2 separate regions of the Sus scrofa genome follow, and region 1 is linked to region 2. The links are chromatin contacts, called in public HiChIP or PLAC-seq maps. All regions are on one chromosome and are shown on one strand. The core of a region is the stretch at or near the end of the contact, and the rest is flanking DNA. Distances in the headings are between cores, read along the strand shown. Region 1 holds the start of WIPF1 (WAS/WASL-interacting protein family member 1). Region 2 overlaps WIPF1 (WAS/WASL-interacting protein family member 1).

Region 1 (5,665 bases), core at 3,093-5,592, 82 kb before region 2:
ATGGTTCCTAGTTGGATTTGTTAACCACTGAGCCACGACAGGAACTCTGAAGTTTAAATCCTTGTGCCTTTCTCACTGGCCAGTGAAACATAGCCTGAAACCTTGCTTTCAGCCTGTGATGCCTTGAACTCAGAACTCAGTCATGCCACGTCCAGACCTCTGACCTACAGAACCATGAAATAATAAATGGATGTTTTTTTTTAGCTGCTATATATATGGTAGTTTGTTACATAGCAATATAAAACTAATGCAAAATAGCAACAGAAAACTAATGCAACAGATTACTTCGTGGGAAAAGAAAGGCAAATTGCAGAAGAAAATACAGAGCGTGGACACTTTTTTTTTGGTTTTTCATAAATACTTCTCAATTTAAAAATGAGGATATACAGAAAAAAAACATGGAGAAGAATATATCTCCTACTATTACAGTGGTTATCACTAGAGAATGGGATGGCAGGCATCTTTGGCTTTCTATACCCATGCCTATAGAATACATGAATTTTTTAAAATTTATTTGTTTGTCTTTTTAGGGCTGCTTGTGTGACATATGGAAGTTCCCCGGATAGGGGTCTAATTGGAGCTGTAGCTCCCAGCCTATACCACAGCCACAGCAACACCAGATCAGAGCCGCGTCTGCAGCCTCCACCACAGCTCATGGCAACACGGGATCCTTAACCCATTGAGAGAGGCCAGGGATTGAACCTCTGTCCTCATGAATACTAGTTAGATTTGTTACTGCTGAGCCACAATGGGAACGCCATAGGATACCTGAATTGTTTAGAATGAGAATTCATTTTTAGTAAGGAAAGAAGATGATGAAGATTGCAAATATTTAATAAATTTGCTATCCTGGGAGTTCTTGTCATGATGCAGCGGAAACAAATCCGACTAGGAACCATGAGGTTTTGGGTTTGATCCCTGGCCTTGCTCAGTGGATTAAGGATCTGGCATTGCCGTGAGCTGTGGTGTGGTGTAGGTCTCAGACATGGCTCAGATGGATCCCGCGTTGCTCCAGCTGTGGCATAGGCTGGCAGCTGTAGCTTCAATTAGACCCCTATCCAGGGAAACTCCATATGCCACGGGTGCAGCCCTAAAAAGCAAAATAATAACAAATTTGCTATCCTGGACTAAAATTAAAATTGTCATATTCAACTCTTACTATCTTAAGTTTTTGGGGGGAATAAGGTGTGGGACAAATAAGAAAAATGTTCAGCCTTCAAGAACTCAGATCTTCAATTCTGGAGGTGGGTAAATCCATGAAATATGCACTGGCCATCCACTGGGTGCAAAGCAGCCAACCAGGCTCCTTCCTCCTCCCATACACCCCGATTCTCTGCAGCATCCCCTGACCTAGCATGTGCTCTTGTCCCACACAGCATTCCATGTTCTCCCTGCATTAATTCAGAAGAGAAAACCCGGGTCTCTTGTCAGTAGAAAGCCTTCAACCAGATCTACTGGAGTCCCAATAATTTTCTTCAAAGAGAAATACGTTTTCTTCTTTTGCTTTTAGGCACCAGGGAATCTGGATGCCGGTCAGTTTAGGTCATTTACACCAGCAGAAGCTCCGAGGTGGAAAAAACCCAAGAAATAGGGTCAAGAGTCAGTATGCATAGTAGTTAGAGCCAGGGTGTTAACAGCAAAATCACCTAGATTCTGATGTTCACAAGCTAAGTGATCTTGGGCAGGTTACCTAAGCTCTTCAAGTCACAATTTCCTCATCTGTAAAATGGTGAGAAATACCTATTTCACCAATTTGCTGTGAGAATTAAATGAGATACTATCGAAAAAGGACCTAGCTTAGTGCTTGGCATTCATTCACACAATGGTAATGAGCACTAAGGATGTGCCTGCCAGGTGCTGGGAGTACTGTGGTGAACTGGTTGTCTTCACATGCCCTTCCCCCCAAATGGGGGACAGAAGGGAAAGGAGACAGGCATTTAACTAGTAATCATGAGAAGCAGATAATTGTTAGAGGAAGTTCTAAACCACCATAGGGCTAGTTTAGAGGTTAGGCTGAGTCCCAAATGGTGGCTCTGCAATGGTAAGCCCAGGCACATACATGTCATTAATAATACCATGTTCTGGTAAATTTGTCTTAATTTCTCCCCTCTCAATGTCCTCCTATCTAGCATCCCTTCTCCTTCTTTCTCAAGATCGTCATAACATTTCTAGCCTAGTTTCATCTTCAAGCAGCATTCAAGAAGCCATTTTTTTTCTTCATTCATTCACATCAAAATGTCCATGACTATAAAGGTTTAGCAGAATATCCTTCCTGCTACTAACTTCATTCAGTATCTTCATTTTAAGGTACGAGTTGACATCACCCAAGGGAAGAAGGTATCTGTGGTAGGATTTTAGGTTTCGATCTTTTTAAATTAATTTTTTAACTTTTTTGGCTTGAAATTATTTCAAACTTAGAATTAAGTTGTGAAAACAGTAAAAAAAAATAATAAAATAAATAAATAAATATTTTTTTTTCCCAAGTACCCTTCACTCAGCTTCCCCAAATGTTAGCATCTCACAAAACTATAGCTCAATTACTGAAACTAGAAAATTACCACTGATAAAATACGATTCAGGTTTTAACCTTATTGACAGACGGTGTTGTTGTCTGAGGAAAGAGAGCCAGGGCACTCTGGACAAATGATCATTGGCTTTATGGGTGATTTAAAACAGGAGACAATTCAGAACACCCTTTATTTTTGGCTTCTGATGATGAAAGTATCAGAAGGAACAAGTATTTTATCTTCCTAATTTTCTTTTGTGTGTACTAATGCAAAATTTACATGGATTTTTGGAAGACATGAGTTCTTATCCCAACCAGTATTTAATCAATTGTTTAAAAGTTGTCAGGAGCTCTACTGGGCTTTGGGGAATTAAAGATAAGTGAAAATTGCTGTTCTACCTGTGTGCTGTTGCTCTGCTCATCTTTAGAGGGATTATCACATTTAATCCTCACAACATTCCTAAAAGGCTAAGAGCTATTGTTATTCCTATTTGACTGAAGCACAAATTGAGGCTTAGAGGGCTGGTAGGAGGCAGCTCCCGGGCTTTTAACTTTCATGACACCTTGTGATAAATGCTTTGGTTTTTTTTCCAAGTCTGGAATAATACGTTGACATATGCAATGGCTTGTCTTCATTTTATGTAAAACATAACATGCATATCACCACGGAAATGGCTGAAAAAGAAAAGCTTACCCAAAGATGGGTTCATTCAGGGACAAAAGTTTGTCATTGAGAAGTTTACCCATGTTACTAAATCTCTTTCCCAGAAGAATTATTGTATCTGTTAAGAGCATGTCAAGGTGCAAAGGTGCACATGGGGACTGGCCTACAAGCAGACAGCCTAAAGTCAAGGATGAAGGGCCTCTTCAAGCTAGGACATCCATTCTGAAGTGCATGTATTCCCACCTGTCCTGCTTTTATTCGAGGGATATACAGCCTTGGTATTTTAACATGAATAAACATGAAAACCATTTTAATGGTTTAACATTTTAACCATGTAATATGATTACATGGTTATTATATCGATCACAATTTGTTGTTCTTTTCAAACACATAGATTCTAACATCTGTGTTGTCTTAGTGTGAGCTTGTGCTTGGATCCTGGAGGTGGCCGCTTTCAGAGCTGGTCAGTAACAGCTCCGGCAATGGCGTAGAACCTCAGGTTTCTCCAACTGTTTGCTGCTGGTGCTACCATATTTGAGGATGTGGGTGGCTGATTAGCTACATCCCTACTAGGAGTGGAACTACTCAGAGAATCCTGCTGGTTCTTGGTGGGGGGACTTGCCTTCTTTCCATAAGACGAGCACTGCTGTCCCCACACAGTGGGCAGAGAGAAAGATGCAGGTGGACCTTGGGTCTTTGTGGGTGCCACTCCATTTTAAAATTCATTTTTTTAAGATGAATTTCAATTTAAGGTGTTTCCAAGCCGGACTCTCTGAGGACAGAGAAGGCCGGGAAAAGTCTTTCCCTCTCTTGGGGTTGCGGGGGGTCGGGTACGGGGGTGGTGATGGCGGTGGTGAAGGGACCCCGACAGCGGGAAGCTGTGGAGTCTTCGGAGGAAAGGGCCCTGGAGCTGGACACCCCTTCCAGTTCCCACCTCTTTGCAAACCCAGGGGAGGGGAAGGAGCGACACAGGAGCCCCAGCTTCCAATCGCCCCATTGCTGCCACGCTCCGTCGAGGCCCTAGGCCGTGGGGCGCAGAGCCTCAGCTCCAGGCAGCGCGGGCGCGGCGCACAGAGAGGAGGCGAAGGGCCGGCAGCGGCCTCGCGGCGCGTCCACATGCGGCGGGGCCGCAGGGGGGGCGGGGGGGACGGGGAGCCGAGGGGGAGGGTTTACATCCCAGCGAAGTTCCCGGATGGTCGCAGCCTCCCGGCGCTGAGCGCTTTTCCTGCCCGGCCGGCTCAGCCCTACGAACCGGGGAGAAGTTTCCCTAAGAAAAATGCCCGGCGCGCCGCAGGGCCCTGGAGCTGCCCGGAGCCGTTGCACGGTAAGGGACGCGCCGCTGCCGCTGCCAAGGGCGCGACCGGGTTCCGGGGACTCAGGGCAGCGCCCGTGGAGACCCTCTAGGCCCCCAGGGACCCCGAGGAGGGCTGGGCTGGGCATCTCGGCTCGGCGCCGGGTGGGCGCGGGCGGGGGCCGCGGGGACGTCGGGGCTGCGTCCGCTGCGGGCGGGGGCGGGCGCGCGGTCTCGGGAGGGGCGGACTCGGGCCCCGCGGCTTGCGCGTCCAGTACCCGCGGGCAGAGAAGGAAGGGGCGGCGGACCGTGAGGGTCCGGACGCGGGCGCCTTCTGGGCTGGGCGCGCCGCTGGGCTCCGCAGATCTCCGGCCACCCGGGGGCTCGGCCCGGCTCCCGGCTTAGGTACCCACGGCAGGGGCTTCGCTGCGATGCGCTGGGGCCGCGTCTACCCCACCCATGACAGGCGAATGGAGACTTTAGGGCACCCCGAGGCCAGTTTCTGCCAGGGAGCTGCCTCTGCTTCTTCTCAGGGGAGTTGTGCCCATCCCGCAACGCGGCTTCCCAGACTCGCCTCCCGCCGGGTGCCCCAGGCTGAGCCTCGCGCTGCGGGCAGTGTAGACGCTTGCGTTAGATGTGTGCGGTGACCTTAAAGGACGTCCAGTCCCCGTCAGCTCTTTTCCCCCCAGGGCCTCTCCGGAACTTTCGGAACGGCTTCACTTCAGTCTCACTCCCTCTACTTTTTCTGTTAACATATTTTTTTTTTCTTCTTTTTTTAAAGTACTGTTAGAGAAAGTTGCAAGCGTAAGAGAAACCAGCTGACCCAATCCGGGCGACCCAAATCTTCAACTCGTGGTTAGACTTTGGACTCCTGGAGCTTAACAAAGGGTGTGTCTGTGAGGAACCGAGCCTGGCCAGGTCCTCTGGTCCTGCTTAATCCCAGAGGAATACATATTCCTTCCTGGGCCACGGGCTGCTGACTTTATCTCAGTTCTCTGGGAAGCCTCTCAAGTTGTCAGCAGTGACTGGGTGGACTTGGTCCCATTTTGTGAAAATTGTGTGACACCGTTGTCCCCTGAATAGTCACTGGATTCCACCCCCAATCACTGGCCGAGTGTAGTCCCAGACTTTAGGCGGTGCAGCCGCGGAGCCGCTGGACCGAATCCCACCCTGGGTGGGTTTTCTTTTGCCAGTTTCCCAAGGC
Region 2 (6,578 bases), core at 2,979-5,478:
TTATCCTCTAGTACTTAAAAACATGGTAGGATTTTCTGATCCCTGAATTCCATGGACTAGTAGCCAAAACTCAAGATTGTGTTGAACTCTCTTTGAATGTGGAACCAAGACTGGGCACTTCTTTCTCCCAGCAAATGAACGGTCCTCCATGCTCAAATTTTGTGGTCTCTGATCTTCTCTGATGAGGTACAGCTTGAAACAGTGCCCTCAGGTGGTGGAGCCACTGATGATTTACTCCTTGTTTCTGAGAAAGATCCCACTATATCACAAGGAAAGTAACTGGCCTTGGGCTCAGACAAGAGACCACAGTGTCTTTGGAGGGACAGTGGGGAGTCGGGCTTCTCCTATTTTTCAGACTTCGTTTCTGATATTGTTCTTACCTTCTTACTCTGCTCTATCTAATGTTAGTATAGTATAGAGAATTGGGTTTTTCTCAACCCACAAGCCTCCGGATTATTTGACTCTCAGCAGTCTTGGTTGCAGATCCCAGGAAGAAAAAGGGGGGAGGGCTGTATTAACAAAGCCTTTTCTCCCCTCTCTGTGCTTCCAGTCAGTTTCATCCTAAGCTTATCTCTTTCCTGTGGACCTTACTGAAGGCTGTAAGCAGCCGACATACTCCAACATTCTAAATTTTTTCTCCAAATCTTTTAATGGTACACCCTCAGTAGGCTCAGGGTCTTAGACTCAGGGTTCCATAGGTGGCAGCATAACCAGTAGTGTTGCCATCATGGAGGCAGGATGGCTGACTTCCTAGCCTGAGCCTGCACTAGCCATCAGCCTTAAATCAGCCAGTTGCACATTTCAGGGTTATTCACATTCTGTATTCACTTCTAGTACTGATTTCTGCATCACTGAAGAGAATTTGTATTGCCAGTAGTAAAAAAAACAAAACAAAACAAAAAAACAAAAAACCTGACCACACTAGCTTAAACAAAATAGAGAATATATTTGCTATTTATAAGTTAAAAGTCTGGAAGTAGAGCTAGCGTCAGGTATAGATGGATTCGGCCAACAATGTCACCAGCTGGGTTTTCTCCACCCCCAGTTCCCCACCTTGTCGGTGTCATTTTTGGACCCCACATGGTCTGAAGATGAGTGGGGCAGTCCCTGCCCTGACCCTGGGGAAGAGCCCTCTCCCCTGGCCACAAGTTCCCTTGGTTCTGATGAGGTCTCCGGCCAGTGCCAAAAAAAGTCTCTGGGGCAGAATGAATGCAAGGCCCCCATGAGACAGCCTCAACCATGTGCTCTTCGAGTATCTGGCATGGAAGTGAATTCCCTGAACCCACTGAGTCTGGGAGGGAGGGAGGGAGGGATGTCTCCAAACAAAAACAGAAGAACACGAGTTCCCATCCTGCTTCAGTGGAAATGAATCTGACTAGGATCCATGAGGACGCAGGTTCAATGCCTGGTCTCGCTCAGTGGGTTAAGGATCCAGCGTTGCTGTAAACTGGTGTAGGTCACAGAAGTGTCTTGGATCCAGCATTGCTGTGGCATAGGCTGGTGGCTACAGCTCCAATTCAACCCTTAGCCTGGGAACTTCCATGTGCCTCAGGGTGGCCCTAAAAAGACAAAAAAACAAAACGAAAAACAAAACAAGCAAACAAACAGAACATCATTGTAAGTAGGGTAAGCAGATACTAGCTGCCATAACAGAAAGACATATAATGCAAATGTTTCCCTAAGTAAGATTATACCAGTTTATATTAGCAGGACACAGACTCGTACAAAATGAGTCTTTATGATCTCTGTTTATGAGATTATTTTTAAATGATCAGCCCTCTAGGTAACTACTGATAAATTTATGGGGAAGAGGGTAATTCCTTTGTTTCTGCTCTTTTAGATCACATAATGCCCATATTTTAACACTTCGAAAGTAGAATTCTTCTTACAATAAATGCATACATTTAATCCGGTACAGATTCTTCTTCCCTCTAAAAAGCTCTAAGGGGCGGGGGGAGCGTTTTGCTGTTGAAGAAGGCGGTGTTTGAGAATGGAGAGAATACGCTATTCTGAAACATGCTTCCCATACCAGGGAAATACTACACCATAACAGGTAGTCATGGAAACACAACTTGAAAAGCCAGAATTATAAAAAACAAATGTTCATATATTTTATATATGTCACCGTTGCCCTTATTTAGTCTCTGTTGACTTGGGTCACCATAGGAGGGTCATGGGCTGGGATTCTTTACTGCTTTTCTGAGACTGTGGGAACCATGCTGATGTGCTGTCATCTCCGTCTGCTCTGCTTTCTGTTTCTGTAGATTATGTGGAGGATTCTTTACCTGATGGATGCAGAGACTGTTGATTATTGTTCTATTGTCATTAAGCTGGGACTGATCTATGTGTTGAATGGCGTGATGTATGCATTTAAAATTCTCTCTGAAGTCCAGAATCATAACTGTCTTTATTTGCATCAGGTTCTCATTTCCACTTTTGTCGGCCTTTGATTATAATAACATCCCCAACAGCAATATAAATACTAGCCTCAACCGCTCTCCTCTACATCACAGCCCTCTCCCTGTCCCTCTTCCTTCTGCCTTTTCTTAGGCTTATAGAAAGGAATTAAGTGAAATCTCCTTAGAATTTAAAAGAAGCCTTAAGGCCATCATGACATTGGACCACAGGGAGGGAGACGGGCTTTCTGGCATCAGCCCTGCCACCACCTGCTCTGTGACACAGGCAGGTCACTTAACCTCTCTGGATCCCTGATTCCTCATCTGTAAATGGTAGTGTGGACTCATCCATTCTTAGAATTCCTTTACTCTAAGAAACTGATGCCGATCTGGGAACACCTGGGCACAGAGGGAGGGCAGAAAGCACTTTCACGTCCAACCCTACCTGTGGGCATCCCTGGGGAGCGTGGCATCCAAGGCCACCACGTCAGCCACATGGTTAGAACCTTCCCCCCGCCACACTGACCTCTCCTTATCTCCATGGTTTCCTAACTTGTTTCCTTTATCTTGTCACTGCCTTACCTTCTTTTCTGATGGGATTGTTTATGCATGTATTTGTTTGCAACTTCCTCAACCCATTTTTCTCTCCCCACTGCCCAATAACGAGAGCACCATTTGCACAGCTCAGGGGCTTACCTGCTGATCTTTCCCTGGAAGACCGTCAGGTAGGCTTTCCCTGGTGTCCTTTCCCTGGGAGAGTTCCATTAATCTAAGCCTTCCCCAAAGAAGGCTCAAATCAAGCCTTGACATTGCTTAGTCACTGCTTTAGGGGGAACAGTGTTAAACCTTTAAAGGAATGTATGTTACAGTAGAATTTTTTTTCTTTTTTTTAGGGCCACATTTGTGGCATATGGAGGTTCCCAGGCCAGGGGTTGAATTGGAGCTGCAGCTGCCAGCCTACGCCACAGCCACACCAGATCCAAGCCATGTCTGTGACCTACACCACAGCTCATGGCAACACCACATCCTTAACCCACTGAGCAAGGCCAGGGATTGAGCCCACAACCTCATGGTTCCTAGTCAGATTCATTTCTGCTGCACCATGATGGGAACTCCTGATTTTCTTTTTCATTCAACAAATAATATTTATGGAGCACCTGCCAGGTATCAGACACTGTTCTAGATGCTGAGGAGACAGCAGGAAACAAGGTCCCATGGCGCTCGAATTCTTGTGGGGAGAGGTGAGCAAGTAAATCAACAGTTAAATAAGTGAAAACATGCCAGGTGGTGACATGTGCTGTGCATGAGAGAAAGCAGGAGCAGAGATGGGACATGAGAGAGGGCATTTTTGCTGACAACTGGAGAATAGGAAGGAACCAGGAAGCGAGTGAACCAGGGGAGAGGGCTTGCAAGTGTCATGGCCCAGCACGCACATGAGCTGGTGCATTTAAGAAACAGAAAGAGCTGGAGTTCCCATCGTGGCACAGCAGAGACGAATCTGACTAGGAACCATGAGGTTGCGGGTTCGATCCCTGGTCTCACTCAGTGGGTTAAGGATCCAGCATTGCCGTGAGCTGTGGTGTAGGCTGCAGATATGGCTTGGATCCTCCGTTGCTGTGGCTGTGGTGTAGGCCCGCAGCTGCAGTTCCGATTGGACCCCTCGCCTAGGAACCTCCATATGCCACGTGTGGCCCTAAAAAGCAAACAAAGAAAAGAAACAGAAAGGGTTAGAAGGTAATTAGCAAGAGGGAGTTCACTTGAGATGAGGTCAGAGAGCAGAGGTGGGGCTGAGGGTTCGGATCTTGTGGGCGGAGGCAGAGAGCTTGGATTTTTAAAGCGAAAGAAGAAACCACTGGAGAGCTTTAAGCAGAGGGAAGACCATTGTGTGATTTATGTCCTGTGGTGCCTCACCGACACGTCATAAATGTGTCCAAAGTTGACTGCGCTTACACGTTGTCACTAAAGATGAAATAGACCCAAACTCTGCACAACTGCTCCCTCACGTGTCTCGTGGGCTCCAGACTTCTACGTGACATGCTCTCCTCTCATTGAGTTTCTTCTAATGGATGCGAATAGCCACGAACTGCAGTGTCCTCTGTGTGTGTGGGAGGGGGAAGGAAGGGCCCCTTACTTAGAGAACTTCACAATAATTCTATAAATACATAGAGGAATCATCCCATTGCCCATGTACTCTTTTTAGACCCAACCATGGTTAGACTTCCCCAAAGAGCCACTCGGGGACTTCCTTGGCAGTTGATCAAGTTTCCTGCTTTCCCGAGGTTCGTGCAGGGGCAGGGAGATAATAGCTGCAGGCCTGCACCTCTGTCCAGCCCCAGGCCTCCAGGTATTGACTCCTGTGTTGAATGTCCCTTGGACTTGAGGCCCTGCGTTAGGTGAAAAGAAGTGAGTCTGTGCCTTCAGGTGGCAGCAGGCAGAGCAGAGGACTCTCGGTATTAATCCTTGGAAGCTCCACTTCCAGGAATTCTGCCATGGCTTGGCATCATGAAACTCCTTGTGCGGCTGGATCCATACCCCAAAGAATTTAAAAGCATATTAGACGCCACCTATCCCAGCACTCCTCAGTGGGAGCACTTCTGGCATTTTGGGTGAGACAGTCCTAAGCATCACAGGAAACTTCACATTTCTGGTTCCACCCATGAATCCCCCCACCTCCCCCCCAGTTCAAACCCAACTGAAATACCTCCACACATTTCCAGCAGCCCCCGAGTGGAGAACTACTGGTCTACGCGGTCCTGTCATTTTACGGGTAAGGGAATATTAGGCACCCTATGGTCTTGTCATGCGTTTTTCCTCTGAACCCAGTAGAATCAGGACCCAACGTTCAAATTTTACAATGATATTAGTTTCTGAAATATGCCCCTATTTTTCATTCTCTCAGCGGATACCATTTTCTCAGAGTTAAATGGTGTGTGTCACAAATAATGTCTGAACCTTTCCGTTAGGTCAAAGAAAAATTATGAGCATTTCCAGATGTTTTATACCTTTCTCAAGGTTTTGGTATAATATTTTCTACATAGATTCCATGGCCTACGCAACGCTTAAGAGTCCTTTGACAGTGGGGAATCTGATTTTCCTCCTTCCGCACTCATCATCTCCGTGCTTTTTGTCAAGCATCTTCTGGGAGAGTTATTGTTACCCCATTAAGTATGGGGCACAGAAACAAGACATTTCGCCATAGACAGCTCTGACCTGCAGCTGACTTGAGCTATACAGGCATGCCTCAGAGATATCGCGGATTCCCTTCCAGGCCATCACAAAAAAGTACACACCGCGACACAGCGAGTTGTTTTGGTTTCCCACTGCATATAAAAGTTATGCCTCAGGAGTTCCCATCATGGCGCAGCGGAAACAAATCCAACTAGTAACCATCAGGTTGTGGGTTCGATCCCTGGCCTCGCTCAGTGGGTTAAGGATCTGGCGTTGCTGTGAGCTGTGGTGTAGGTCACAGATGCAGTTCAGATCCCATCTTGCTGTGGCAGTGGCTCCGATTCGACACCTAGCCTGGGAACCTCCATATGCCGCAGGGGCAGCTGTAACAAGCAGAAAAAAAAAAAAGAAAAAAAAAAAAGGCATACTTTAAAAATTTTGTGCTTATACTACACTGTAATCTTTGTATTTTGTCTTTTTAGGGCCGCATCCATGGCCTATGGAGGTTCCCAGGCTAGGGGTCCAGTTGGAGCCATAGCTGCTGGCCTACACCACAGTCAGAGCAATGTGGGATCCAAGCCATGTCTTCGACCTACACTGCAGCTCATGGCAATGCCGGATCCTTAACCCATTGAGCTAGGCCAGGGATTGAACCTGCGTCCTCATGGATACCAGTCAGATTCCTTAACCACTGAGCCACTTCGGGAACTCCTACACGCTAACCTATTAAGTGTGCAGTAGCAACATGTCCAAAAACCAATGTGCATACTTTAATTAAAAACTTTTATTACTGTTTTAAATCAAATATACCTTTATTTAAAAAAAAAAAAAAACACACTCCATTCAAGTGGAGCCATCCCCAGGTTCCAGTAGCAGTAGCATCAAAGATTGGTAATCACAGATCACCATAGCAGAAATAATAATAATGAAAAAGTTTGAAATATTGAGAGAATTATCAAAATGTGATACTGAGACACAAGGTGAGCAAATGTGGTTGGAAAAATGGTGCTGATA

What was found. HiChIP or PLAC-seq counts read pairs in DNA pulled down with a chosen protein or histone mark.
Region 1: an H3K27ac HiChIP or PLAC-seq map of alveolar macrophages shows a contact between it and region 2, with 4 times the contacts expected there. The contact joins the promoter of WIPF1 here to the enhancer-like site in region 2. A contact is called at or near these places in 6 of 47 Hi-C or Micro-C datasets (blood, embryonic fibroblasts, retroperitoneal adipose tissue and 1 more) and 2 of 2 datasets of contacts at active chromatin or transcription factors (alveolar macrophages and skeletal muscle).

What each region holds. Positions count from the first base shown.
Region 1 is chr15:80,645,139-80,650,803 of Sscrofa11.1, reverse strand. It overlaps WIPF1 (WAS/WASL-interacting protein family member 1), which reads left to right and starts at 4,342. Exons shown (of 9, transcript XM_021074985.1): 1 at 4,342-4,494.
Region 2 is chr15:80,561,996-80,568,573 of Sscrofa11.1, reverse strand. All of the region lies in intron 2 of WIPF1 (WAS/WASL-interacting protein family member 1), which reads left to right. Among named protein-coding and RNA genes, the nearest start is that of WIPF1, 81 kb to the left of the region's middle. Within about 2 kb of position 4,228, at least 6 of the 83 cell types and tissues checked have an H3K27ac peak or open chromatin away from gene starts, as enhancers often do. A contact at or near this core is called in alveolar macrophages and retroperitoneal adipose tissue, where this site is marked.